2 separate regions of the Sus scrofa genome follow, and region 2 is linked to region 1. Evidence: chromatin contacts called from public Hi-C data. All regions are on one chromosome and are shown on one strand. The core of a region is the stretch at or near the end of the contact, and the rest is flanking DNA. Distances in the headings are between cores, read along the strand shown.

Region 1 (7,304 bases), core at 1,767-4,266:
CTTCGCAGTCCCACAAAATATACTTCAACTCCACCCATCTCTCTCTCTCCTGATGCCACCCCAGCCCAAGCCAGCATCGTTTCTCGCCTGGACTATGACAAACTGCGTCTTAACAGAGTCTCCACTCTTGACCACTCACAGTCCATCAGAATTCCCTGGTGGCCTGGTGGTTAAGGATCTGGCATTGCTACTGCAGTGGCACGGGTTCAATCCTGGGCTTGGGAACTTTCATGTGCAGCCAAAATAAATGAGTAAATAAACTTCAACTATCATTTCACTCTTTTATTTTTTATTTTTCTTTTTATGGCCACACCTGTGGCATATGGAAGTTCCCAGGCTAGGGCTCACATTGGAGCCACAGCTGCTCGCCTACACCACAGCCACAGCAACGCCAGATCTGAGCCACATTTTCGAATTATGCGTGCAGCTCATGGCAACGCCGGATCCTTTAACCCACTGAGCAAAGCCAGGGATGGCACCCACCTCCTCATGGATCCTAGTCTGGTTCTTAACCCACTGAGCCACAATGGGAACTCCCAACACTCTTCTCTTTTAAAACTCTCCCATGGCTTCCCAGAGGCACTCCGAAGGCCCCACCCACAAGATCTGGCATCAGGCATGGTGGCCTTCTTTCTGTTCCTTGAACACATGAAGTTCTTTCCCAGCTCTGGGTTCTCTGGGTTGTTGTAGCATCTCTGCCCCCTTCTTTTTTTTTTTTTTTGTCTTTTCTAGGGCCGCTCCCTCGGCATATGGAGGTTCCCAGGCTAGGGGTCGAATCAGAGCTGTAGCTGCCAGCCCACGCCACAGCCATAGCAATGCGGGATCCAAGCCGCATCTGCAACCTACACCACAGCTCACCGCAACGCCAAATCCTTAACCCACTGAGCAAGGCCAGGGATCGAACCCGCAACCTCATGGTTCCTAGTCGGATTTGTTAACCACTGCGCCACGACGGGAATTCCCACATCTCTGCCTCTTTGTGGAGCACTCTTTCTATACCTCTTCACATGCCGATCTTGTCATCCTTCAGGTCTTAGCTCAAATGTTTCCTTTTCAGAGAACTCCTCCCCAGCCACTTTATTTAAAGTGGTATCCTCTGGTTAATCTCTCCTCATTCTGTTTACTTCCTTCACGGTATATATATATATATATATATTTTTTTTTTTTAAAGCCCGCACCTGTGGCCTATGCAGGTTCCCAGGCTAGGGGTCGAATCGGAGCTACAGCTGCCGGCCATAACCACAGCCACAGCCATGCAGTATCCGAGCCGCATCTGTGACCTACATCACAGCTCTCGGCAATGCCAGATCCCTCACCCACTGAGCAAGGCCAGGGATTGAACCTGCAACCTCATGGTTCCTAGCTGGATTCATTCCCATTGCGGTATTTAACAAATACCCCTTCATGGTATTTGTTAAACTCAATAATGAACTTGACTGCTTATTGGGTAACATGTTTCCCACACAAGAAAGCAAACCAGTTCTTCATCTGTCTCGTTCATCACTTCACCCCAACACCAAACACAGTAGGTGGCATATTAGTGGTCATTCAATAAATATCTGAAAGTCAATTAAAAACTACGGAGAGAAATCCACTACTCCTTTATGGAAAACATATATTCCTAATGAAAGATAAGCCAAATATCACTTTAAATGACTTCGGAACTGACGGCCGAAAATGCTACCTGTGGAAACTCACGGTGAAAAAATACCCTGTTTGTGACAGGAAACATGTGGACTGTACTTTCTCCATCTACAGGCAGGACTTAAAAGTGCCCTGGCTGAGGAAGGGGCAGTTAGTCCCTACCCTTACCATTTCTGCGTATTCCAGCTGCTCCCCCTCACTGTACAGCTCTGGGGGCAGGTTATAAATCCGCAGGACGTTATCAGCACTATTGGTCAGGATGCAGGAACCATCAGGGGCCCTAGGAGTAGGAGAGAGAAGCCTGGATAGACCTGTATCTTGCGAGTGTTGGGCTTGAGCTGAGCAGACCTGTGGCAGAGGTGAGCCCCCTCCTCATCCTTACTTACCACTTACAGCCTTTCAAGAAGTTCTCAGGTTGGGTGCTGAACTCTGACCAGGAACCGCTAAGAAACCGGGGTAGCTGCGAGAAGCTGTAGTTCCAAGTGCTGGAAGGAAGATGGGGAAGACAAACCTGGGTCGCCAAAGCCAAGGAGAAATGGGCCTGGAGAAGTGGGGCTGAGGACTGGCGGATGAGATATATCTCACATTTCCAACCTCCTCAGATTCCTGAGCCAACTGCCATCAGCACTTACGTGTATCCCTCATCCTCTGGAGCGGGTTCCTCAGACACATCTTCCATGTCTTCTCCCGGCCCCAACTCTGGCTTGTTCGTTTCTTCTGCAGGAAGGCTCACTTTTTCAGAAAGTTCTTGCTCCTCGATTCGAGGGCTCAACTCACTAGGAGTATCAAACTCAGCTTCCAACGGAGTGGAGAGAGAAGCTGGGTCCCCTTCCCCCAGCTCCTGGGACACGGCCGAGCCAGCTCCAGGATCCGGGGATATCCGGGGCGCATCATCCCCATCGGGTGGCGGTGGCGTCTGTTCAGGGTTCGTATTTTTATCCATCGAGGAAGCCTGAGGAGAGAGACGGGCTGCAGCTGGGGCCTGGTCTGAAGGAAGGCAGTCCGGAGCTAACACTGGCGCCTCCGGGGTCTTCATACTGCAGAGGAAGCACGGCAAACATTGGCCGCGGCCAGGCAATCCTCTTCCCGCCGGCTACCAGCTGCCGGGCCTGCGGAACGGCAGAGACCGCCGTAAGTTCGCACGGATCCGGACGCAGAACTGGAGAAACCCAGCAGTGCCTTCTTTCTGCTCCCGGGATAGGACAGAAAACAGCCCCCCGCCCCCAGGCCTCGCGAGGCGAGGCGGGCGAACAGGAATGTTGGAGAGCTCGGCGATCCTTAGCCCTGTCGGTGGCTACGCGCCACCTGTTCTCGCGGGATTTGGGCCCACCATTCGATTGGACCTCCGCATCCCGGATCAGACTTCGCGGGCGACCCACAAGAGGGGCGGGGCAGGGACGTAACAGGTCACGGGTTACCGTTCCCCTCCAGTCCTGAATCTCCTAGTGCCTGCTGGGACTTGTAGTCCGAGAGCTTCTGAGTCAGGGAGATGTGTCTGAGCTCCTCGCGCTATCATTCTTCAAGCACCTACTCCCCTCCCCACCTGCAGAGGGCGCGAGCGCTATATTTGTTTTTACGGGGTTTGAACCTGTTTTGCATCTCAACTCCTCAGACCTCCGTCTCTTTTCATTCATTCAATAAATATTTATCATTGAGCTCTTCTTTGCTACCCAGTACTGTACTGGAAAAGACAAGAATGAATAAGATAGTAGGCAAGGTCTCTGCTCTCCTAACGCTTAGGTTGCTGTGTATTGAAGGCAAGGAACAAATTATTTCAAAACGTGATAGGGTCTAGGAAGGAAATTAAACAAGACAGTGTGATACAACGTAACTAGGAGAATACGTTAGCTTGGAACATTAAGGAAGGTCTTCCTAAAAATTGACATTTTAGCTAATGAGGAACTATCCAGCCATCTGGGAGAGCAGAGTTCCAGGCAAAAGGTGCAAAGGCTGTCTTTCTTTCACCTTCATGTCTGACTCGGGGACAAGTCTTTCAAAATGGTTTCCACCAATTCTGTTCTCACAGATCTGGGTTGTCGAATTTCTTCACCGCAAACTGTCAGTAGCTACAAAACCAACACAGCAGGAATCCTGACTCCCCTCACCCTCACCACCTCCGTCCGTCGCCACCGCCCGCAGGGTAATTGCTTGCCCTTACTTGTCATGGCGACTTTGTGCCAGGAGTCTCGCGATGGTTGCTGGGATTGGGATTTTCCCCTCCCATGTGCTCGGACTGGCGCTAAAAGTTTTGAGCTCCTCAAAAGTCCAGGGCCACCATCCTTGGCGCAGGTAGCTGCTGGTCTCCGGGGTCACCTGACGTCCCGTCTCGAGCGTGCATCCCAGGACAGTGACACGCTCTCCTGAGCTTCGGGTAAGCTCTTAACTGAGCCTGATGAATACTCTATGAGTCATGGGCTCTCGGGTCTGTGTATTTTCAGCTCAGAAGAAAGGAGGATGGAGGTGGAGCGAAAGATTTAGTGATTTGGGGGGGGGGGGGAAATGGAAGTTCTTCTAGCGGCATCAACAGAGGAATGCAATGTTGGGAGGCCTGAGTGTAGATGATAGGGATGTTAGGACCAACCGAACTAAAAAGCTGAACACCTGCGCCGGGTAGTGGGGCTTTGGGGAAAACTTGAGCCTGCCTAAGGGGTTCTTCCCCACCACCGCCACCACCCCATTTCAGTACCCGGTGTGGGGGAGCCCTTAATAAGACACACAAAGCATCAAGGTCCGAGGCTTTGGGATCTTGGAACTTTGGGGATTTATGGCTCGAGATTTTAGTGCGTATGGCATCCCAGTGGAACCCTGGACTCCATTCCGAAGTGGTTATCCGGAGTGCTCCGGGAAGTCCAAGGTGCTAACTTCCGGACCTTTGTCCTTTCTTGAGTGAACTTTCCAACTGGCCTTCAGCGCCTCAGGATGGAGAAAGTCCATTTAAAGGCTGTCAGTTGTGGAAATGGGACATGCTAAACAAGAGGTTTGCCCGCGAAGCCTCGGAGGAGTAACCCGGCCGGAGAGGCCCGGGAGCCCTGTTATTGTTTGGCTCTGCATTTACATTTCTGCCACTCGCAGGAGCATTTCCGGTTTCTTTTCTTCGGAACAGCCCACTATTCACCCGATGTGAGGGAAGTAGAAAGAGAAAAGGTCTTTTAAACTGGTTCCTATTGCTTGCTGCAAGGGGCTGTTAACCCCCTCTACCTTTTTTTTGTCCTTCATGGACTACTTAGCCACCGCTTTTGGGAAGGAAAAAGCATTTGTTATGATGCAAACCTCAGTCCCTCCCCCTCTTGTGAATGGTGTGCTCCTTCCTGGTTGTCTGCTAACCAGGCGGACGCTACCATTGCCTGGGGCGGTTTTCTTTTCTTTAAATATCAGAAGGCAAACCTTGGGTATCTTCGAGAATGGGTACATCTGAGATTTAAACGATAAAAAAGCATAACGATGGGGTTGTTTGTTTGTGGCAGAGAAACAATTTCTTCTGTATCCGGCTTTGGGCTGAGCCATCCCCATTTTCGGACGCAGAATGAACGTCGTGAAAGCGGAAGGGGCGGGGCTTGGAGAGGGGCGGGGACGGAGCTCCCAAGTGCAGCCCTCCGGTCCCGGCTAGTTCTCGCCTGCGGGAGGCGGCTTGACCCCGCGCGGAGTCCGTCGAATGCTCTCCTGGGGCATCTTCACCATTTAGGGCGCGGTCGCCTACCTCGCACCTGCTGCGAATCAGACTCTGTGGGCGGTACTTACGCGCTTTTTTTCTAAATCGAGGTAGCATTTACACTCACCTCCTATCAAAATACAAGTCTCATGCTTCTTTCCAGTTTATCTTTAACCCTCCACCTTCATTTTGATTTCTGTCCTCATGGAATAGTTTTGCCTGTTGGAGAACTGCTTTATAAATGGAATCATACAGGTCGTGCTCGTTTGTGTCAGACTTCTTTCCTTCAGCAAAATCTTTGTAATGCACCCATTTTATTGCATGTGTCAGTGGTGTATCAGTATCTTGCTCCTTTTCATTTAATGTGTTGCACTGGATGAATAAACCATCCATTGTTTATCCATTCTCCTCGTGGTGGCCTTTTGAGTTGTTTCCTGTTTGGGATTAGTTTTAATAAAGCTGCTCTTGACATTCTTGTACAGTTCTTTTTGTGGTCATATGTTTTTATGTTTCTTGGATATATACTTAGGAGTAGAATTACTAAGTCATAGAGTAGGGAATACATCTATGCGTTTTTAAATTTTATTTAAAAATTCTGAAGTTCCCACTGTGGCACACAGGGTTAAGGACCTGGTGTCTCTGCAGCAGCTCAAGTGGCTGTTGTGGTGCAAGTTCCATCCACGCCTGGCTCAGTGGGTTAAGGATCTTACCCGGGAACTTCCATGTGCCACAGGTGCGACCATACAAAAAATTTTTTAAATAAAAGATTCTCATTATTCAAAGTAGTTGTACCATTTTACACTTCCACCAGCAAGATGTATCCTGCCTCGGTGTTTGGTTTGTCAGTGGTTCTAATGTGGCATATCACTGTGGTTTTAATTTGCAGTTCTCTGTTAACTGTGTTCAGCAATTTGTGCTTAATGGCCATTTCTGTGTCATATGTCAGGAGGCTGTTCAAGGAGTTCCCTTTGTGGCTCAGGGTAATGAACCTGACTAGTATCCATGAGGCTGCGGATTCAATCCCGGCCTCACTCAATGTGTTAAGGATCCAGCCCTGCTGTGGTATAGGCCGGAAGCTGCAGCTCTGATTGGACCCCTAACCTGGGAACTTCCATGTGCCGAAGGTGCTGCCCTAAAAAGACCAAAAAAAAAGAGAGAGAGAGAGAGGCTATTCAAGTCTTCCCCATTTTAAACATTGGTTTATTTGCTTTTTGTATTATTGAGTTGATGGAATTATTTGTGTATTCTGGATGGAATATTTTTTGTTGTCGGATACATGTGTTTTCTCCTAGCCTGTTGCTTGCCTATAAGAGCCCTAAGAGTAGCAGAAGATTCTTTTCTCTTGTTAGTTTGTTTTGGCCTGTTTAGGAAATCTTAACCCCAAGATCATGAAGATATTCTCTTATATTTTCTTCTAGAACCTTTGTGGTTTTAGGTTTTACATTTAGATCTATGAGCCATAAGAAATTAACAAATTAGGGAGTTCCTGTCGTGGCTCAGTGGTTCACGAATCCGACTAGAAACCACGAGGTTTCGCGTCCTATCCCTGCCCTTGCTCAGTGGGTTAAGGATCTGGCGTTGCTGTGTGAGCTGTGGTGTGGATCACAGACACGGCTCGGATCCCAGTTGTTGTGGCTGTGGGGTAGGCCGGCGGCTATAGCTCTGATTAGACCCCTAGCCTGGGATCCTCCATGTGCCTTGGGTGCAGCCCTAGAAAATACAAAAAAAAAAAAAAAAAAAAGAGCATTCCCCAAGTCAGGTTAGCATTAACACCATACCTAATAGTGACAGACTGAATGCTTTTTCTCTAAGGTCAGGAACTAGAAAAGGATTTGACTCTCACCACTTCAGCATTATAAACTGCAGGTCTTAACCAGGCAAGAAAAAGAAAGAATTCCCTTGCAGCGTAGCAGGTTAAGGAGCCATTGTTACTGCAGCAGCTCTGGTCACTTCTGTGGCATGAGTTCAATCCCTGGCCCAGGAACTTCCATGTGCCTCGGGTGGGGCCAAA
Region 2 (7,304 bases), core at 1,716-4,215, 220 kb after region 1:
CCTGGATGGGGGGAGAGGTTGGGCGTCAGATGGAATGGCGGATGCCTGGAGAATGGAGAAAGGGACCCTACTACCCTACTACACGGGATGGAGGACGGCTGGATGAGGAAAGGGCGGGGTTGGGGGGGGAGTAACGGAAGAGATAGGAGTGGTGGTGAGTTCTAGCCTGGGGTGAAATCTGGCCTCCTTAACAACTCCGCTTTTCAAACTGGTCAGCTCCTGGTCTCCATACCGCTTTTTTTCCACGTTTTGTCAGCAAATAATTTCCCCCACCCCCATCCATATTGACTCCAAAGAGAAAAGACCATAAGAACTGGGGGGGGGGGGGGGGGGAAGACGGCGGCCCCGAAGGCTGCACGGGAGCAGGAGGGGTGCTGGCCACAGATCCGGAAAGTGGAGAGGCCAGAATGGAACCTGTGCCAGGAGGAGGGTGGGAGGATGGGGAGGAATCGACGAGGAGGCCTTCTAGAACGGGCTCTTTGGGACCTGGGCGCTCAGCCTGTCTCCCAGGTGAGGGGAGAGCAGTGCCCTCCACATTCCGCTGGCCAACAGAAGCACTTTCCAGGCCAGTTGGAGCAGCATCTTTAATGGGCCCCGCCTCCCACGCCGGCTAAGCCGCCCCCCTTGCGCGCCGCCTTGGCCTCCTCCACGGCGGCGCGCAGGGCCCGGGCAGGGTCCCCGCGAAGCAGGGCCAACGCCCCAAGCAGCGAAACCGCGCCGTCCCCTGCACGGAGCTTTTGGCCACTCAGAAAATAGTGGGGCAGCGTCCCGGCTTCGAGCACCCGGCCCAGCTCATCCAGCAGCCCGAGGCAGCAGGCGCCCGCATTTTCGGGCCGCGCCAGATAGAGCGCGGGCAGCCGCTCGCACGCCCAGTAGAGCAACGTCCGCAGGAGGTAGGGCGCTGCGGCCCGGGTCCCGACCACCAGCGGGCGCAGCAGCGCCTGGGCTGCCGCGTGCGCTTGCAGCAGCGGCTCGGCTATGCGCGCCTTGAGCGCCAGCTCCTGGCGGGCGAAGCAGAGCTGCCAGCCAGAGGCTTCTGGCCGCTCTGTGCCGCCGCCGCCGCCGCCGCCGGGCACCAGGTAGAAGGAGGACGACTCCGTGGCCAACGGGCCGGCCCACGAGTGGCTCCGAGCCCCCTCGGGCCAGCCGGCCACGGACACCACAGGGATCAGGTCGAAAAGCAGGAGTCGGCGCGGGGGCCCGGGCGTAGCCAGCAGGATGGTGGTGTACCCAGCGTGGCGGGCTGCGTGAACCAAGCGCGGGGCACCTGGGACCGGGAGCAGGGACTCAGCGACCGCAGCCAGCGAAGCAAGAACCAGGCAGCCACCTGGGCGGGACACAATGTGGGCCATGCCTCCCGAGCCTCCGACGGCTGGGGCTGTGGCATTGGGCTAACGTCGGCTGCTTTGGTGACGTCACCATTCGTTTTTTTCAATGGTGAGGGAAAGCCAACATCGGTTGCGTCTTGCTGAGGCGACTCTGGCACTGAAACGTTACTAGGTGATTTTTCCAAAGACTCGTGTGCCTCAGGATCAGTGACGTCACCGTGCGGCTGGTCCACAGAGGTTTTCGGGTCCTTGAGACTTTCTTCACTTTGGGTTGGGTGGATGGAATCACCTTCTCCGGGGACTGGGGGTCCTAGGCAATCCTGCCATGCCTCCCTGATGGAGGCTCCGCGTACCTGCTCTGGGAGGCAGACCCATGCGTAACAGGATCCCACGTCCAGTTGCAGCTCCTGCCAGTGTCGTCTAGTGAAAACACGGGCACCAGGAGCGTGAAGCCGGTGTCATAGTGAGGTCCCCGGGCGTAGGGACCTAGAGGCGTAGGCCCCAGATCCAGGGAGCCCTCGCGAATTCCGCCACGAAGCAGCAAGAGCTCTGCCTGGGGAGGAAAGCGAGGGTCCCGACGGTGAATGAGACCTAAGGAAAGAGAAGGGATCGTGAGGGCGTGAACCAAAGCTGGGGCGGGGCGGGGCTGAGAGCTGCCAAAGGTTAGGGTTACTTACCCAGCAAAGAGAAAACAAAGTCCTTAGCCTGGAGGAGGTCTGGTCCCGGCTTGGGCCCGTCACTCCAGCTCTCCTGCACACCCAGCTCCTGGATCAGCTGGGTTAGTTCTTGCAGCTGGGCACCAGAGCAGAAGTCTATGTCCGTGAGCGGCCGGGCTGGGGCTGGGGGCGGTGGGCCCCACCAAGGAGCACTCCCCCAGACGGCGGAAGCCATTCTGTCTTTTGGGGGGGGCGGCTAGGAGGTACACCGACGGAGGGAAGCCCAGACAGGTCTCTCCTTCTGCTGCAGAGAAGTCGCCCCCGTTTTTTCTCTTTTTCCGAGCACTGGGGTCTGCAGGTGAAGGGCTCTAAATTTAGTCTGGAAAACGAACAAATAAATACCTCCTATGTCCTTTTCCTTTTCTCATATGCTGGTCCCCGCCCCGATGGACCGGTTCACCTGACTCAGCAGGTAAAAAGTAGCTGTTGGAGCCCTCCTGCGGAATGCAATAGCCAGTCTCCTCCGCCGCCCTTGTCTACCTCCCCTTACCTCTTTTTCGGAAGAGGCTTGTGGTTTGCGGCTTCCCTCTTACGGGTAGCTGCAAGGGCCGGGGGAGAAAAAAAAATGGATAGAGCGAGTCAACAGGTAACTTCTTCCTGCTGCCCACGAGGCCACGCCCCTAAATTACGATCACGCCCCTTTCTGGAGGCTGTCGGGGCGGTTCGGGCCCCGCCCAGCCTCCAGCCGAGTTCACTCCTTTTTTTCGCTCGACTGAGATCTCAAGGCCATCCTGGGAGTTGTAGTTTGTCTTCCAAGCTACCAGGGCGTTGGGGCCACGCCCCCACATCCTTTCCTGTTCCGTTGAAGAAGTGCCTGATGGAAGTTGTAGTTTCTATGGCGATAAACTGTTCTGTGTCTTTCCAAGCCCAGGTCAACCCCACTCAAACTCGTGGAGTTAGAGCGGAGGTGTAATAGGATGGATCTGAATAGCAAACAATAATGGGGACAAGAGTTCCCTTCGTGGCTCGGCAGTTAACGATACCAACTAGGATCCATGAGTATGTAGGTTCGATCCCTGGCATCGCTCAGTGGGTTAAGGATTCGGCGTTGCTGTGAGCCTGTGGTGTAGGTGGCAGATGCGGCTCAGATCTCGCGTTGTTGTGGCTGTGGTGTAGGCCGACGGCTACAGCTCTGATTCGACCCTTAGCCTGGGAACCTCCATATGCCACAGGTGTGGCCCTAAAATGCCAAAAAATAAAATAAAATAAAAACTGTGGGGGACGTACCCTAGGGCCTGGGGAGAAACAAGGGCCTTTAAGTCTCACGTGTCAGTAGAGGAGTCCTGGTCACCTAAATCTAGAAGGGTTCTTCCATTCAGTTCTCACTTCATTTTATTTTATTTTATTTTTCTCTTTCTGCTTTTCTAGGGCTGCTCCCGCAGCACATGGAGGTTCCCAGACTAGGGGTCAAATCGGAGCTGTAGCCGCCGGCCTACACCAGAGCCACAGCAGCGCAGGATCTGAGCCATGTCTGCGACCTATACCACAGCTCATGGCAACGCCGGAGCCTTAACCCACTGAACAAGGCCAGGGATCGAACCCGCAACCTCATGGTTCCTAGTCGAATTCGTTAACCACTGAGCCACGAGGGGAACTCCTCGCATTTCGTTTTAGAGATGAGACAATAGCCTTGAAAGCCTTGCACATGACTTGTCCAAGGTCAGAGCCGAGCCAGAGAGGTGTTGGAAGGGGACTCTCCAGCTGCATGGGGACATAGCACTTGGAATTGATGATAGAAGTGTTAGTTAAGACCATACAGGTAGCGACCCAGGGATGGACATCCAACTCAGGGAAGGGACATATATGAGCGATGCCCGCCTCCGACACACATGAATGGTGGCAGGGAAAACACTTTGGAATCTTGCAGCTCATCTGTATACACGGAAGAGTTACCAGGACTGAAGATCAAGTCCAGAGGAACCTCCCAGCTGGGCTAGAGCAGGACAATGGAAAATTATCAGGGGAAGGAAATTGCTTTCAGTGACCAGTGCTATCATGAGCACAGTTTAAGTCCAGGATAAAACTAGGAGCCAGAAAAATAGGACAGAAAGATAGGAAACCAGAGGTAGGCTCACAGATCAGACCAATTCATGCTATGCCAGGAATTCTTTTTTTTTTTTTTTTTTTTTGTCTTTTTAGGGCCACGCCTGTGGCATACAGAGGTTCCCAGGCTAGGGTCTAATTAGAGCTGTAGCTGCTGGCCTACACCACAGCCACAGCAATGTCAGATCCGAGCCACATCTTTGACTACACCACAGCTCACAGCCACGCCGGATCCTTAACCCACAGAGCAAGACCAAGGATCGAACCCACAACCTCATGGTTCCCAGTCGGATTTGTTTCTGTTGCGGCACGACGGGAACCCCTAGACCAGGAATTCTTATCTTCCTTTTTCCCAGAGACCTATTTCTTTAAAAAAAATTTTTTTGTCTTTTTAGGGCCACACCCGCAGCATATGGAGTTTCCAGGCTAGGGGTTGAATAGGAGCTGTGGCTTCTGGCCTTCACCACAGCCACAGCAATGCCAAATCTGAGCCATGTCTGCAACCTACACCAGAGCACGCCAACACCAGATCCTTAACCCAATGAGCAAGGCCAGGGATCAAATCTGCCGCCTTATGGATATTAATCAGATTTGTTTCCGTTGAGCCATGACAGGAATTCCCAGAGATCTGCTTCTATAGTGAACTAGGCCTAAGTTCATGGGCAAAAATTAAGTGGAGACACCTGGAAAAATTAGAGGCCTGTAAAGGAGGGGACTCAGACTCTAAGCTCAGTTGGGGAGCCGAAATCTCAGAGGTTCCTAGTCATTGACAAAGAGAGGTCATCTCTCCATCACTAACCAAGAGCCCCGAACACAGCCCAGAATGGGGGAGCAAGTTTCCACACATCTGGGTGTGACCCAAGAGACCAGATCAGGGAACCAGAAGCCTAGGCTCTTTCCCACTGTCTGGGGACATCAGGCACTGGGCGTCCATCCCTACAGCTTATTCCTCCCCAGAGAGTGGCTTCTGAGATATCCTAAAAAGAACTGAGTTCTGGAGTTCCTGCTGCGGCGCAGTGGGTTAAGAATCCTACTGCAGGGAGTTCCCGTCGTGGCGCAGTGGTTAACGAATCCGACTAGGAACCATGAGGTTGCGGGTTCGATCCCTGCCCTTGCTCAGTGTCCGTGAGCTGTGGTGTAGGTTGCAGATGCGGCTCAGATCCCGCAGTGCTGTTGCTGTAGTGTAGGCCGGCAGCTATAACTCCAATTAGACCCCTAGCCTGGGAACCTCCATATGCCTGGGGAGTGGCCCTAGAAAAGGAAAAAAAGACAAAAAAAAAAACCCCAAAAAACAACAAAAAAAGAATCCTACTGCAACGGCTTGGCACTGAATGCGGTTACCGTAGTACGCAGGTTTGATCCCCAGTCTGGCATAGTGGGTTAAAGGATCTGGTGTTGCTGCAGCTGTGGCATGGGTATTCAATCCCTGGCCGAGGAGTTTCCCTAGGCCATGGGCGTGGCCATTAAAAAGAAAGAAAAAAAAAAAAATGAACCAAGTTGTCTGTGGGAGCCTTAAATGCTGGGGATGGGTGACAAGGAAAGTTAAAGTCCTCCAATCGCTTTTTTTGTTTTTGTTTTTTTTTTTTTTCGTTTTTAGGGCTGCCCTTGTGGCACATGGAGGTTCACAGACTGGGGGTCTAATCTGAGCTACAGCTGCCGGCCGACACCACAGCCACAGCAATGCCAGATCCTTAACCCACTGAGCGAGGCCAGGGATCGAACCTGCAACTCATGGTTCCTAGTCGGATTTGTTTCCACTGTGCCACGACGGAACTCCAAGTTCCTCCAAACTCTAAAGCGCATTGCTCTTCAATAGCATTTTCTGTGATGCTGGGAATGTAAATCTGTGCTGTGCCATACAGTAGCCACTGGCTGCAGGCAGCCGTTGAGGACTTGGAAGATCGTGAGACTGAGGAAGAGGATTTTAGATTTTTCAATTTTTATTTTTTTTTTTTTGTCTTGATGCCTTTTCTAGGCCCGCTCTCTCGGCATATGGAGGTTCCCAGACTAGGGGTTGAATTGGAGCTGTAGCCGCTGGCCTACCCAGAGCCACAGCAACATGGGATCTGAGCCGCATCTGCAACCTACACCACAGCTCACGGCAACACCGGATCCTTAACCCACTGAGCGAGGCCAGGGGTTGAACCCGCCACCTCATGGTTCCTAGTCGGATTCGTTAACCACTGCGCCACGACGGGAACGCCTAAATTTTTTTAATTTTAACGAATGTACATTCTCAAAGGCATATTTGGCTAGTGGCTACTGTGATGGACAGTGCAGCTCTAGGGCCTTGGGGATAATGGGTTGAGCCATGCAGCTGTGGAGGGGAAGCAGGGATGGTTTCCGTGGGCTGGGGCTGGGGCGGATGGCCTCAAGCAAGCACAGGATACGTCTCTTTGCCTCTTTATTCCTCATGCACATCTGTCCCCTCTTTTCCCAAGGGTCTCATCACACACTGATATCCCCACTCCTTAATGGTCCCTGGTAAGTTGCTGGGTGTCTCTCTGCAAAGGCGCCTGGGAGACAGAGCTTCGCACTTGTCCTTGGCCCCCCCAAACTGTCTCTGGCGGGCGTCAAAGACCACATGCCCTACCCGGGTGCCCGACCCAGGGCAGTAGGGCTTCCAGTTGGCTTTGGGAGGCATAGACATCTGGCGGTAGTTCTGGCAGGCTGGCAGAGCTGTATCCGCAGGGTGGTACACCCAGTCCTGGCTGCCTGCTCGCCGGGAGGATGACTGCAGCTCAATTAGCACAGGTACCTCTGAGAAGGTTTGCAGGTCATTGTAGATGACCTGAGCCTTGGGAGAGCAGGAGTTCTGACCTGGACGGACAGAAGGCCATGGTACGTGCTGCTCTGCACCCTCCTTTCGAGGAAGCGCCTCAGGTATAAAAGATGTTCGGGTCTGATGTAGGCCCGAGACTGGGACCGTGTCAGTTCCTGGAGTGAGACCTGGGTTCTGGTGGAAGACAGGATGTGGGATGAGGCCCGGGTCCTTGGGAGGCCTGATCCCTGGGGAAGGCCGGAGTCCTTGGGGAGGCCAGAGTCTTGGGTCTGGACTGGGCCCTTGCGAGGGCCAGGATCTGTATTAATTCCTGGGTACCCGTGGACGTTAGGGTCGTGGGTATGCTCTGGGCTCTTGCAAATTCCAACATCTTGGGTAAGGCCACATCTCCTTTTGACTTCAGTGGCTTGGGGAAGAGCCGGATTCTTATGGATA

The links. A called contact is a pair of places that touch in the nucleus more often than the background predicts.
Region 2: a Hi-C map of liver shows a contact between it and region 1, with 9 times the contacts expected there. The contact joins the promoter of TMEM102 here to the promoter of WRAP53 in region 1. A contact is called at or near these places in 5 of 47 Hi-C or Micro-C datasets (alveolar macrophages, heart right ventricle, liver and 2 more) and 2 of 2 datasets of contacts at active chromatin or transcription factors (alveolar macrophages and skeletal muscle).

What each region holds. Positions count from the first base shown.
Region 1 is chr12:52,950,386-52,957,689 of Sscrofa11.1, reverse strand. WRAP53 (telomerase Cajal body protein 1) reads right to left here and starts at 3,016. Exons shown (of 10, transcript XM_003131944.4): 1 at 2,277-3,016; 2 at 2,031-2,129; 3 at 1,813-1,924. The coding sequence starts at 2,680. TP53 (tumor protein p53) reads left to right here and starts at 3,904. Exons shown (of 11, transcript NM_213824.3): 1 at 3,904-4,015.
Region 2 is chr12:52,734,603-52,741,906 of Sscrofa11.1, reverse strand. It overlaps TMEM102 (transmembrane protein 102), which reads right to left and starts at 2,965. Exons shown (of 9, transcript XM_021067827.1): 1 at 2,006-2,965; 2 at 1,741-1,919; 3 at 1,315-1,738; 4 at 1-1,312. The coding sequence starts at 2,219. The coding sequence ends at 585.